Regions from separate parts of the Mus musculus genome. Here all the other regions are linked to region 2. Evidence: chromatin contacts called from public Hi-C and promoter capture Hi-C data. All regions are on one chromosome and are shown on one strand. Each heading gives the region's core, a stretch centred on a gene start, on an enhancer-like site or on the middle of the called end of the contact. The rest is flanking DNA. Distances are from core to core; before and after follow the strand shown.

Region 1 (3,601 bases), core at 57-2,556, 2.9 Mb after region 2:
GCAGAGCCAAGCCCCTTGGACCCAGCACAAAACAAGAGAGCCAGGCACACTCCTGCCTGTCCAGGACCGGTTTGACTTCCATCCAATAAGGAAAAGACCCTTTCTGAAGATAAATGAACATATAACTCAGACGGGTTTAGCTCCAGATATCTTTGTGAGCCTTTGACTGAAAAAAAGTGAGTCGGGTCCAGGATCATTCAGCATCCGTGTGGTTTCTAACGTGGGGGTGGGGGTGGCTGAGTGGCAGGTCTTGTGAGTTTCTGGTTCCCTCCAGAACTCCGCCTGCTTTTCTCCTGGATCTGGGCAGGAGCCGATTTGGTTATAAGTCTAAACCCTTCAGCACCCTACAGGGAACAACCTAAGATCCTAGAGTATCTATCCGAAAGGGGACCTGTGTCTACAGAAAGCCCAAAATAGCCCATTAGGCACTGCAACACTGCTGTCCAAGCCGGCTGCCCAAGAGAGATGGTAAATACCAGGTGCTCTGGGGGCATCATCCCAGCGGGCACTGAGCCCGCGTCTGAGCTTTGGCATTAGTGTCAGTCCCCAGAACTTCTGCTCTGTCACTGGAGTGCCCACCCCAAGGCCCTCATACCTTCTCCACGTTCTCCACAGTGAAGTCCAAGGCTGGTGCTGCTCCAGCCCCTGCAGCCCCCAGCTGCTCCTCCCGCCGCTCCATCTTTGCTCCCTGCCTGGCAGGGAGGTGGACCCTGATCTCTTTCTTGCCCCAGCCCTTTGGCTGTCGGCCCCCTGCTAGACCCCGGCTTGAGTACCCGGGAGGTGGTGGGATGAGGGGATGCCCAGGGCGGGCATGGCTGCCGAGGCCTGCCCACCTCGTTTGGAGGGGGAGTGGGTTGCAGAGGTCAAAAGATGTGCTCTTCGGAAAGGGACCCGCTAAGGCGGCTCCCAGAAGGGAGGCGTCCGTGAGGTACTCCCAGACAAGGGTCCTAGTGGGAGGTCACAGCTCTGTCCCTTGAATCAAAAGTCATAGGGGAGGGAGGCCTATAGGGGAAACAGAGGCCCTGGCCCGTGAGGGGTCACAGAATCAACGGCCTGTACCCATAACACCCCAGTCTGGACGAGCTTCTAGATGCTATGAGGTCAGGGGGGCTGGGAGATCACCCGGGAGAGAGCCCTTCGCGAGATACGGAGACGTCCAAGGAAGCACGGGATTGCAGTTTCGTGAGTCTGGGGCAGAGTCGGTAGAGTTGGGGGACTGAGATAGGTCCCCTCCGTTCGCCTGGCCCGCGATCTGTTCGCCTCCCGGCGTTGGCCCCGCTACGGTCGCTGCCTCCGCCCCAGTGACTGACAGACAGGCCGGCCCGGCCGGGACGGGGCGGGGACCTCAGCAAGACTCGGGCTGTCCCGAGCGCCTGTCGCCAGTACCACCAACTTAGGCCCCCACCCACGCTTGTCCTGGCCCGGCACGGCCAAGCACATCGAGACACGGCACGGCGGAACTACGCGGAAACTCATTCCGGGTCTTTGGCCCTGTCCTCGTGCTAGCTCGCGCGCCCCCGAACAGGCGACGGAACGGCACACCGCCAGGGGCCCCTGCCTGAAGCAAGGACCCGCCTCTATGCACCCTGGGAAATGTAGTTTTCGTCGGACCGGAAGGTGGCTCCTGAGGAGGGAGGCTTGGAGCACGTGGGTTGGGGGTCCTATGGAACCCTATCCTATTCTCGGCTTAGGGCAGAGGACCATCTTGCTCAGTCACATTGCCTAGGAGTGCAACTCTTGCGAAGACGTGATTCATGGGGCCTTTGGGTGGAGTTGGAAGCCAAGAATGGAGGGGAGAGGGTCACGTTTGGTCGGCGCTCAGGCACAGGGAACTGGTTGTGTTGGTGACCATCAGCACCCGCTAAAGAAGAGGAAAGATAGGAGTTACTTGGTGCCCCACAATTAAAAAAAAAAAAAAAAGCACTGTGGATCTGCTCGGGAGCAACCGGGAAATCATATTATTCTGCGCGCGCGCGTGTATGTGTGTGTGAAACGAGGAGGAGAAGGGAAATCGTTAAGGTTTTCATTATGTTTCAAGTAAGAATAGCTCATGGCTTTACCTTAGGTTTTGTTCTCTCTCTATTCTGCTGTGGCGGGTTGGTTTGTTTTGAGATGGAGTCTCTTGCCTTGGGGTGGGGAGTGTACCTCTTTAATCCCAGCACTCCCGGGATTACAGGAGTGTGCCACCAAGATGGGTGTCTGAAGTGCTGTGCCTCCCGCGCACCCTGTCAACTGAACCACATCCTCCACCTTCTTTGTTTTCAAGCGGGGATCTCACTATGTAGCCCGGGCTTGAGTGGGTATTTTTATTCATTGTCTTCAGCTAAAATGGGGAAATTGAGGTTGGAGGAAGGCAAGCCCTGCTCCCAGCAGGCACTTCCTCTCCATGCTCAACTTTTTCTTTCCTTGACTCCTGTCAGCAGGAAAGGAAATGATTTCAAACAGAAGGATCTTTCTTTTTCTTTTCTTTTCTTTTTTTCCAAGACAGGGTTTCTCTGTGAGGCCCTGGCTATCTTGAAACTCTGTAGACCAGGCTGGCTTCCAGCTCACCGAAACCCACTTGTGTCTGCTTCCAAAGTGCTAGAATTAAAGTTATGTACCACCATGCCCAGCCTAAAACTTTTTTTTTTTAGATAAATTATATTAAGCTCAATTTGGGCTTACTATATGGCTTCTCTCTCCTTATTGACTAAACTCTTCCCAACACAGCCTTCTAGCAGTAGCAAAGTTGGGTAAGAATAAGAAGGGCTGGCATACCGTCAGGAGGAGCAGCAATTTTGTAAACCTGGGGAGGAAACAGATTAAGACAAGAGCTGGAGTCACTATACAGGGCTTTACATGTGTCCCACCACACCAGGTGACACTTGTGCTCTAAGGGAGGAAGCTGGCTCTGGAAGTAGCTGCTGAGGCCAGAGAAGGTCGAAGAAACTTGACAAGATCTTGACGAATCCTCAAAGCCTGGGAAGGAGAAGGACTCACTTGGCTGCTAGAGGAAGTCCATCCATCACAATGAGTCAGCAAATCGTTGTCCAAAAGGAAAAAAAGAAAATGTTTTAAGCGTTTTAAAGAAGCCAATTGGATCCCTGTGAGTTTGAGGCCAGCCTGGTCTACAGAGTGAAGTCCAGGACAGCCAGGGCTACACAGAGAAACCCTGTCTCGGAAAAAAAAAAAAAAAAAAAAAGCACCAGCTGCTCTTCCAGAGACCTGGGTTCAATTCCCAGCACTCACAAGGTGGTTCACAACCGTTTTAGGGTTTCTATTGGTGTAACAAAACACCATGACCAAATTTGGCAGGAAAGGGTTTATTCATCTTACAATCCCATATTATAGTCCATCTCTGGAGAAGCCAGGACAGGAACTCAAGCATGGCCAGCCAGTCTGCATACCAGATGCTATCCTCAGAGATCTTTGGCCAGCCAAGTCGTGCGCAGAGAAGAGCAGCAGAGGGCTCAGCTAGCAAGCAGAGGTTCAGGGACGAAGCTGCTAGTGGTGAAAGCCTTGGGAGAGCGTTCTCTTCCCAGGAATTGTTACAGCTCTTGTGACAGATGCTCTCAGGTGACAGAGTAATTGCCACACACCTTGATTCCTTCTGGATAGGATC
Region 2 (3,802 bases), core at 583-3,082:
CCTGCTGTTCCTTGCAGTACATTAAATCAACCTGGTGTCTTTCTAAAAATAAATTAAATGACCAATATAATAAAACCAGGAAGCTTAAACATTTGCATCTATGTGCAGGTGTGAGACCTCATTTAGCAGTCACAGATACAAAACAAGACATTTCATTTCTATTTTCTCCCTTCTTACAAAGTAACTTAGGCTAAAAGTAACTTCTCTGGGGCTAGGAAAAACAATAGCAATCTCTGGGGCTAGGAAAAACAATAGCAGGGTCAGGTCTTGAACTGCTTACCTGTTTTGACTCACTCCCTCCTTTACCATGCTATCTATATTTTAATCATTTTACTTATAAACTGAAACCATCCACTTGTCATTTGGCTTTCTAATAGATAAAACAAACAGAAGTAAAAATAAGGAGAAAAATTCTATGTGCTTTGTGATTAAACTGATTTTCCAAAGTTATCTGTAATTCTAGACATAACTGTAAAACACACAACTTTTAGACCACATTACTTTATTTATCTGTGGTTGTTCTTTAGAGAATAGACTATAGGGCAGGAGCTGAATATATGAACGTGGAAAAAAATACAAAGCAAATATAGGCCACGGCTTATAGGAAAAGAAGAAATTATCAAGTTCTGGGTCAAAACCTTTTATCAAGCACTCAATTTAAAGGTGAATGTTGGGTGTTTTTCCCCAACCCTGCCATTTCTTTCTGATTGTCTTGTTTTCCTTTAAAACACTGCCCAAGACAGTCCATTAAGCCTTCCTCACCGCATCATTACAGCTCATAGGGGCTAGAAAAAACAAGACAGTCCATCACTACAGCTAACACGGGCTAGAACCCATACCTGCTTGAGTTTAAAGTCTTTGCCTCTCTCCGTGTACATGCCACCCCTGACCTCAAATACTAAAAGAATGGAACTGGTAAACTTATGTCAAAACTTTAATTGTATTTAGTTATTTGTGTGGGCAAACCCTTGAGCTCTAGAGTGAACATCATAGGACAACTCGCGGGAGTGGGGTTGTGGTTCTCTGTGGGTCTCAGGGATGGAACGTGGTGGTAGGCGCCCTTACCCGTTCAGCCATCTCTGCAGTCCTAAAGCAAACATTATTTAAAAAATGATAAGAGGATTTTATAGTTGGGTGGTGTTTTACTTTCTCGGAGAGCAGAGTTTTTTATTTGCTTAGACAACTGAGGTTCACTGAGAGTGAGTGACTCACTCGCCCAAGGAAAAGGGCGTGAGTTGTCAGCTGGGCCAAAGGTTAGCGCCTGGGCTCTCACAAATCCGGCACTTTAACTACCACAAGATCCGGGTCGGGTTCCTCGAGGCCGGTTAGCCGGAGACTGACAGCCAGAGATGTAGCGAGAAGACCCGGATCCCAGGAGTGGAAGCAAGGGCGCGCGGAAACAAAGCACTCGTAGACTCGACGCCCCTCGGCCCGGGCGCGCGGTGGCCGTCGGGACTCGTAGTCCGCTCCCCACAGCGAGGGGCGCGGCCGCCAACGCGGCTGCTCCCTCCGGCCCCGGCCCGCTCCGCTCAGCCCGGGAGCTCTCCGTCGCCCTCCCGCACGGCCTCACCTCGACAATGCGCGCGCACTGGGTCCCCTTGCCCGCACCGGGCCCGCCCAAAACGAACACGACCAACGGCTTCATGAGGTGGAGAGGGAAGAGCCGCAGTGTGCGGGTCAGCGGCGGGCAGCTCGGGACCAGGACGTGCGGGAGCAGCCGACGACAGCTGCTCAGCATACAACGCGCTTCTGACAGCGGCCGGCGCGGCGGCGCGGGCGGGGCGGCAGGGAGGGGGCGGGCAGAGCGGGCGCCGGGGCCCCGCCGCCAGCTGCCGGCCGCCGTGACAGGAAGGGGCGGGGCCTCCGTGCGCTGCGCCAGCTTCCGCTCGCGGTTCCGGTTCTTCCTAACGTGGCTGGAGACCCAAGGCATTTCAGTTTCAGAACCTGGATTGACGTTTAGGCAGACCAGTGGTTCAATCTCCCGGGTTTCCCTTTCCCAAGAGAAGCGGCCTAACCGAAGAGGCAAGCACAGGAGTCAGTAGGAACAACGGCATTGTTGGGAAGGAAACCAAAGGAAAATGAGAACAGTTTGAGGTTTGCAAAGAAGGCCTCTAAAGAGGTGACCTTGGAACCAAGACTTGAGGACTGAAAAGAGCAGAGACTTGGATGCAGTGACCCGCCAAGAGAGAAGGGCATGTTAGAAGGTTAGGGCTGGATAAGTGGAATGGAAAGTCATTAATGGAGAGTTGAGTCGGTTATGGAAAAGCACTTAGGTTATATTCTAACCGCAGGGAAAGACTTTAAGCTTAGCTCTGTTACCCTGACTCGGGCCATTAGGGAAAACTCTGAAGAGAGAAGAAAAAGAGTGAAAACTGAGCCTGGATGAACACAAACCTTTGAAAATTGGAGTCGGCAGTGGTAGCATTTTCATGGAGTTTTTTATAGTAACAGAACAAAGCTATGAATCATGGCAATTTTTTTTTCAGATAACTTGGTAGAGATGGTTTCTAGCAAAGCTGGTACTGTTATTGGCCCCAGATGCCAAATGATGACGAGAGGGATGAGACAAGCTGATCCAAAGGTAGTGAGTTATCTCAATGGATGGTTCACAATCAGTTACAGATTAAACTTCCTTCCTCCTCACTGCTGCACTTGACTAGAGATAGAGTAAGACAAAGCCCACCTACCTCAGAACTCCCCCAGTGTGCTTTAAATTGGGCCTGCAAGCTCACTTCTCGGTCTTTCTTGGTAATGGGAGACCCCAGCATGCTGAACTTCTGCAAAATAAAACACTCTTTGTATTTACATACTTTTTGAATCCAGGGTGTCATTCTTTGAAAAGTCATGGACCCTTACAATCACATTCTTAGCCTTTGGGTTTGGAAGCTAGGATTCTGTTTGTATGTTACAAATGGACTTACCTAATAGTCACAAGAATGTTAGGTCACATAGAGGTGAACAATAAATGGTTGATTGGGGGCTAAGATAGATAATTTGGCTTTGGACCTACAATATTCCAGCTCCCCAAATAAGAAACCTGAAGTCAAAGGCTGAAGCAGGAAGATGATAGGTTTGAAGCCTGACTGTATTCCCAGCACTTGGGAGGCAAAGGCAGATGGAACTCTGTGAACTCAAGACCACCCTCATCTGGTTTACACTTTTAAGGTCCAGACCAGCCAGAGCTACATAGACTCCCATCTCCAAAACAATAATGAAACCCAAACAGCTCGATACAAAATTATATTTGCAGCAGCTGGTAGGTGGAGGTATGAAAAGAAGTATTTCACAGCCAGCTTCAACTACATAGCAAGTTCCAAGTCAGCTTGGGCTACATGAGACCCTGCTTAAAACAAAAAACAAACAAACAAAAAAATTTCAAAGCCAAAATAGGCCCAAGAATATTTAGCAATAAGAAGCAAGGAGCTTCCAGGTTTGTGTTTTTGTGCATGGAAAAACAGAGCACTTGAGACTTGAAAGAAACAAAACTAGTCCTGACTCTCTGTATTACCAACAGAAAGTAAGTGCCTTGTCTGGGGCATTGCCCCACTTTTGTACAGATATTAAAGCAGAGAGGATGGAGCGTGTACCAAGAGTACACAGGCCTTTCTTTAAGTCTTACTGCTAATTAGTCACTCTGGCCTTAGAAAACTACTAAAAATCCTTGCACTTTAAACTGGGACAAAAGTAAAATGAAAACTTGTCTAAGACCATCAAGAAGGAGTGGATAGTTGGGGGTGATGGTACACACCTTTAAAACCAGCACTCTGGAGGTAGAGGCAGTCGGATCTCTGATCTACAGAGC
Region 3 (3,502 bases), core at 164-2,663, 2.6 Mb after region 2:
CATTTCCTTTCCTATAGAAAAGCTCCTTGAGGATATGGATTTTATATGTCTTACCATGAAACCATCAGCAACAGACAGTGCCCAATTCTGAAGTATAAACACGCATTGACGAATGGGCCAATCCAGGTTAATGTTTATGTAACGATAAGAAGAAGAAGCTCCAGTTTTAGTTCCAAGATTTGGGGACAGGCAATCGTGGCTCTCCTTTTCTCAGTTGGGGTGAGTGATATCTGTCTCTGTTGCAGTTTACTCCTTCATTTGTCAGAAACACATTATTGCATAGCTGCTCTATGACTGACACCATACTGGGTATAAGCCATGCAGCATGAACAATATGGAAATGAATAGCTATCTTAAACGAGTTTCAATTCCTGGGAGAGAGATGGCAGGGAGACAATTGTAAAGTGCTGTGCTCAGTTCTGTAGGTTCACAGTAGAACCATCTAACCCATTATGTGCATGAGATTAAAGAAGGCATTCTCTGATATGGGGATTACAGGCATTTCCAGCTCAGGCAGGAACCATTATATTAAGATCTCAGAGGTGGCAGGGTCCAGAACTGATATTAGCTGTCTTAAAGGAAAATAGCAGGTGGCAGACAGAGGAGCTTGGTAACTGAAGATGGCTCCTAAGATGGATCTGACTGAGAGGCTGTCAAAATCACCAGTGGCTTAAGACTGATGCTTCCCATTTCATAACGTGGATTCCCAGAGAAGCACAGCTAAGATGGAGACACTCACCCATCGCTTTAGGTGAAGTTCTCCCCAGCTGCCTGGAGAGACTGACTGTGAAAGACCCACTACAGCTATGGCCAGAAACCTTGTTAACCCTGACAGTTCCTCTGAGGGCCTCAACAAGCCAGAAGCTTCCTCCTCAGAAAGGCCCTTCAGAAATCTCAGCATTTTCTTTTTAGCTGAATTCGCCTCCCTTCTTTCCAGATTTCCCTCAGGCCCGCATCAGAAAGTAGATAACGATTACTTGTTGACAATGAATCACAGAAAAGTGTCGCCTAAAGAGAATGTCTCCTAAGCCCATACTCACCGAATGCCTACAGTCAAGGTGGGGAAAATAAGTAGAGCATCTGGGTCATTTTAGGCCTGACGAAGATTTCGGGTTATTTTATTATTATCATTTATTTATTTTTTAAGAAAACCCCTTTCACTGTTTAGAAGTGACCCTCCCTTTCTCTTTTGAATACGTGGCTCCTCTAAACTACAAGTCCCACAAGGCCCAGAGCCAACGGTCACCATCTTGACACACCTTAACGCGCATGTCGGCGGGAGAGAGAGCGTTTGGAGAGAAGAAGCCCCGCCTTACTCCAGCTCATTGGCCAAAGGCGCTAGCAGCGGGCTCAGCGGTTGGCTACCACGCCCGCCCGTCCACCGCGTCGGTCGGGGTCAGAGTGCGCGGAGGTGAGTCGGTGTGTTGTGGACTCGTGGTGCTGGCTGCCGCTGTTGAGGCTGCCTGGAACGGGCTGTGGGAAGCGGGCGGAGCTGGCCCTGCTTCTGCCTGGCCAGCGCCGCAGGCGGCGCGGGCCGTGCCCGCTGCCGTCAACTGCCCGGAGCGTCTGCTGAGGCCGAGGGAGACGCCGGGGCCTGCACCTGGAGAGAGCCTGCCGTGCTGGCCCGGAGGAGGGGGCGTTGCCATGGCGACAGCCTCTCCGGCAGCTGACGGGGGGCGGGGGCGGCCCTGGGAAGGAGGGCTGGTCTCCTGGCCCCCTGCCCCTCCCCTTACGCTTCCCTGGACCTGGATGGGCCCGAGCTGGGGGCAACACCCTGGGGTGGGTGAGATTGAGAGGGCCCCCAGCTTGGGCCCTGGTTAATGCATGCGGGGTGTGGGTCGTGGCGCGCACACTTAAGGAGCCTGGGATTCTGGCCTGGTGCTCACCCTGGATGTTAGAACTCTGGGCGAAGGGATAGCTGGGGAGGGCGGTGGGGGAGCTCGGCTTTGCGAGAGAGACTGGGTGAGTTGATGAAAGGGCCTGGTTTGAGATTTCTGGAGAAGGAGAGAGGTTTGACCAGATAAAGTAGAAGATTAAGGAATTATTTATAGACTACCCCCTCCGCATCTTGGCACAGGCACACATGCTAGCACTTTACTTCCTTGTAAGTCACAAGCTGTGGGTAATAATGGTGGACAGAGGTGGACAGAGTGGAGAAAGAGCCTTAACCCAGGTAGCTTTTTGTATGTCTTTATTGCAAGTGGTCCAGCAACAGGTGTCTTCTTAAAACAAAGAAAGCATGACTTGGGTTGAGTTCTTGTGAAATGTCAGCTGCTCGACGTTGGCCTGGAAGATGCTGGGTATGGGGCCCCTCATCTGGAGATACAGAGCTTGCCCCTCAGGCTGGATTTCGCAATGACTGGGGCCAATAATTGTCTCTGACCATTTTTGTGGCTTGCATTTGCTAGTGCATTTCATTGGTTTCCCAGCCCAAGGGCAGCAAAACATGAATCCCATTGGCCAAAGACTAAGCTATTTAACTGTAGTAGATTGTGATTGGCCGAATGATTTTTGACTGTAGAGTTTGTACCAGAAAACTGGCTTCATCAAATTCAGCTTTATTCTGACTTTATCATACACAGTATACCTTGTTTTAGTGGGCTCGGTCTTGGACCTTAAGTATATTATACTTGAATCGCCCACCATTTAAAAGCCAATTTATAACAGTGACTTGGAGTGTGACTCCACTAATGTATGCCTGTGATCTTGGTTAGAAACCCACTTGGCTGCCTGTCGGCAGGTGCTGCCTGGGGGAAGGGAGCTGCCGGGAAGTGATTGATAAGGTTTCCTTTATGGATTCTGTGGTGCTTCACTGGAGCTCAGAGCACTTTGGCAACTTAAGCACTCCAAATTAAAAGCTCATTAACAATTCCTGCCCAAAGATCCTGTAAATAATCAGCCAGTTAGGTCCTGGAGCTTGGCTAAGAGCTCTCCCTTCAACTTGAAATATCTAAATCAAAGGGGTTGTTATTGCATTTTATTTTGAAAAGTTTACTCCCTGGTGGCATAAACTGGAGAGTGCCCTGTTCCCAGGGGATCAGGATAGAATAAAGTCTTAAGTGTGTGGAGTGGTAGACAGGATTATGGTTCCAATTGTAGATGTTTGCGCAGAGACTTCACTAGCTTACAAGATCATGTCTGTGATTTCTGATCCTTTAGCATATCTGAATGAGGTGATGACGAGGGTAGATATGCCTTGATGGCCCTGGTGTGTAGCCCTGGCTGGCTTCTGCACATGCTGCCTGTGATTGGCTCTCATGTTGTCTTGATTTGGCTTTGATTAGCTTGATTTTTTTTTTTTTTTTAGAAGTTGAGGCAGACTTGGAAGTATTTTGCCTGCATGTATGTCTGTGTAAGAGTGTCAGATCCCATGGAACTAGAGTTACAGACAGCTGTGAGCTGCCATGTGGGTGCTGGGAATTGAATCCAGGTCCTTTGAAGAGCAGCCAGTGCTCTCAGTCTCTGAGCCATCTCTCCAGCTGAGAAGTATTTTGAACATGTT

What was found. Promoter capture Hi-C pulls out the DNA fragments that hold promoters and counts their contacts. Hi-C and Micro-C count contacts between places; a contact is called where the count stands out from the background.
Region 1: a Hi-C map of CD4 T cells shows a contact between it and region 2, with 3 times the contacts expected there. The contact joins the promoter of Ipo13 here to the promoter of Cmpk1 in region 2. A contact is called at or near these places in 1 of 39 promoter capture datasets (pre-B cells), 1 of 484 Hi-C or Micro-C datasets (CD4 T cells) and 1 of 9 other capture datasets (liver).
Region 3: a contact with region 2 is called in a promoter capture Hi-C map of pre-B cells, with 2.3 times the contacts expected there. The contact joins the promoter of Eri3 here to the promoter of Cmpk1 in region 2. A contact is called at or near these places in 1 of 39 promoter capture datasets (pre-B cells), 1 of 484 Hi-C or Micro-C datasets (CD4 T cells) and 1 of 9 other capture datasets (liver).

What each region holds. Positions count from the first base shown.
Region 1 is chr4:117,913,693-117,917,293 of GRCm38.p6, forward strand. It overlaps Ipo13 (importin 13), which reads right to left and starts at 1,307. Exons shown (of 20, transcript NM_146152.3): 1 at 596-1,307. The coding sequence starts at 679.
Region 2 is chr4:114,985,396-114,989,197 of GRCm38.p6, forward strand. It overlaps Cmpk1 (cytidine monophosphate (UMP-CMP) kinase 1), which reads right to left and starts at 1,833. Exons shown (of 6, transcript NM_025647.3): 1 at 1,571-1,833. The coding sequence starts at 1,738.
Region 3 is chr4:117,548,952-117,552,453 of GRCm38.p6, forward strand. It overlaps Eri3 (exoribonuclease 3), which reads left to right and starts at 1,414. Exons shown (of 9, transcript NM_080469.4): 1 at 1,414-1,779. The coding sequence starts at 1,645.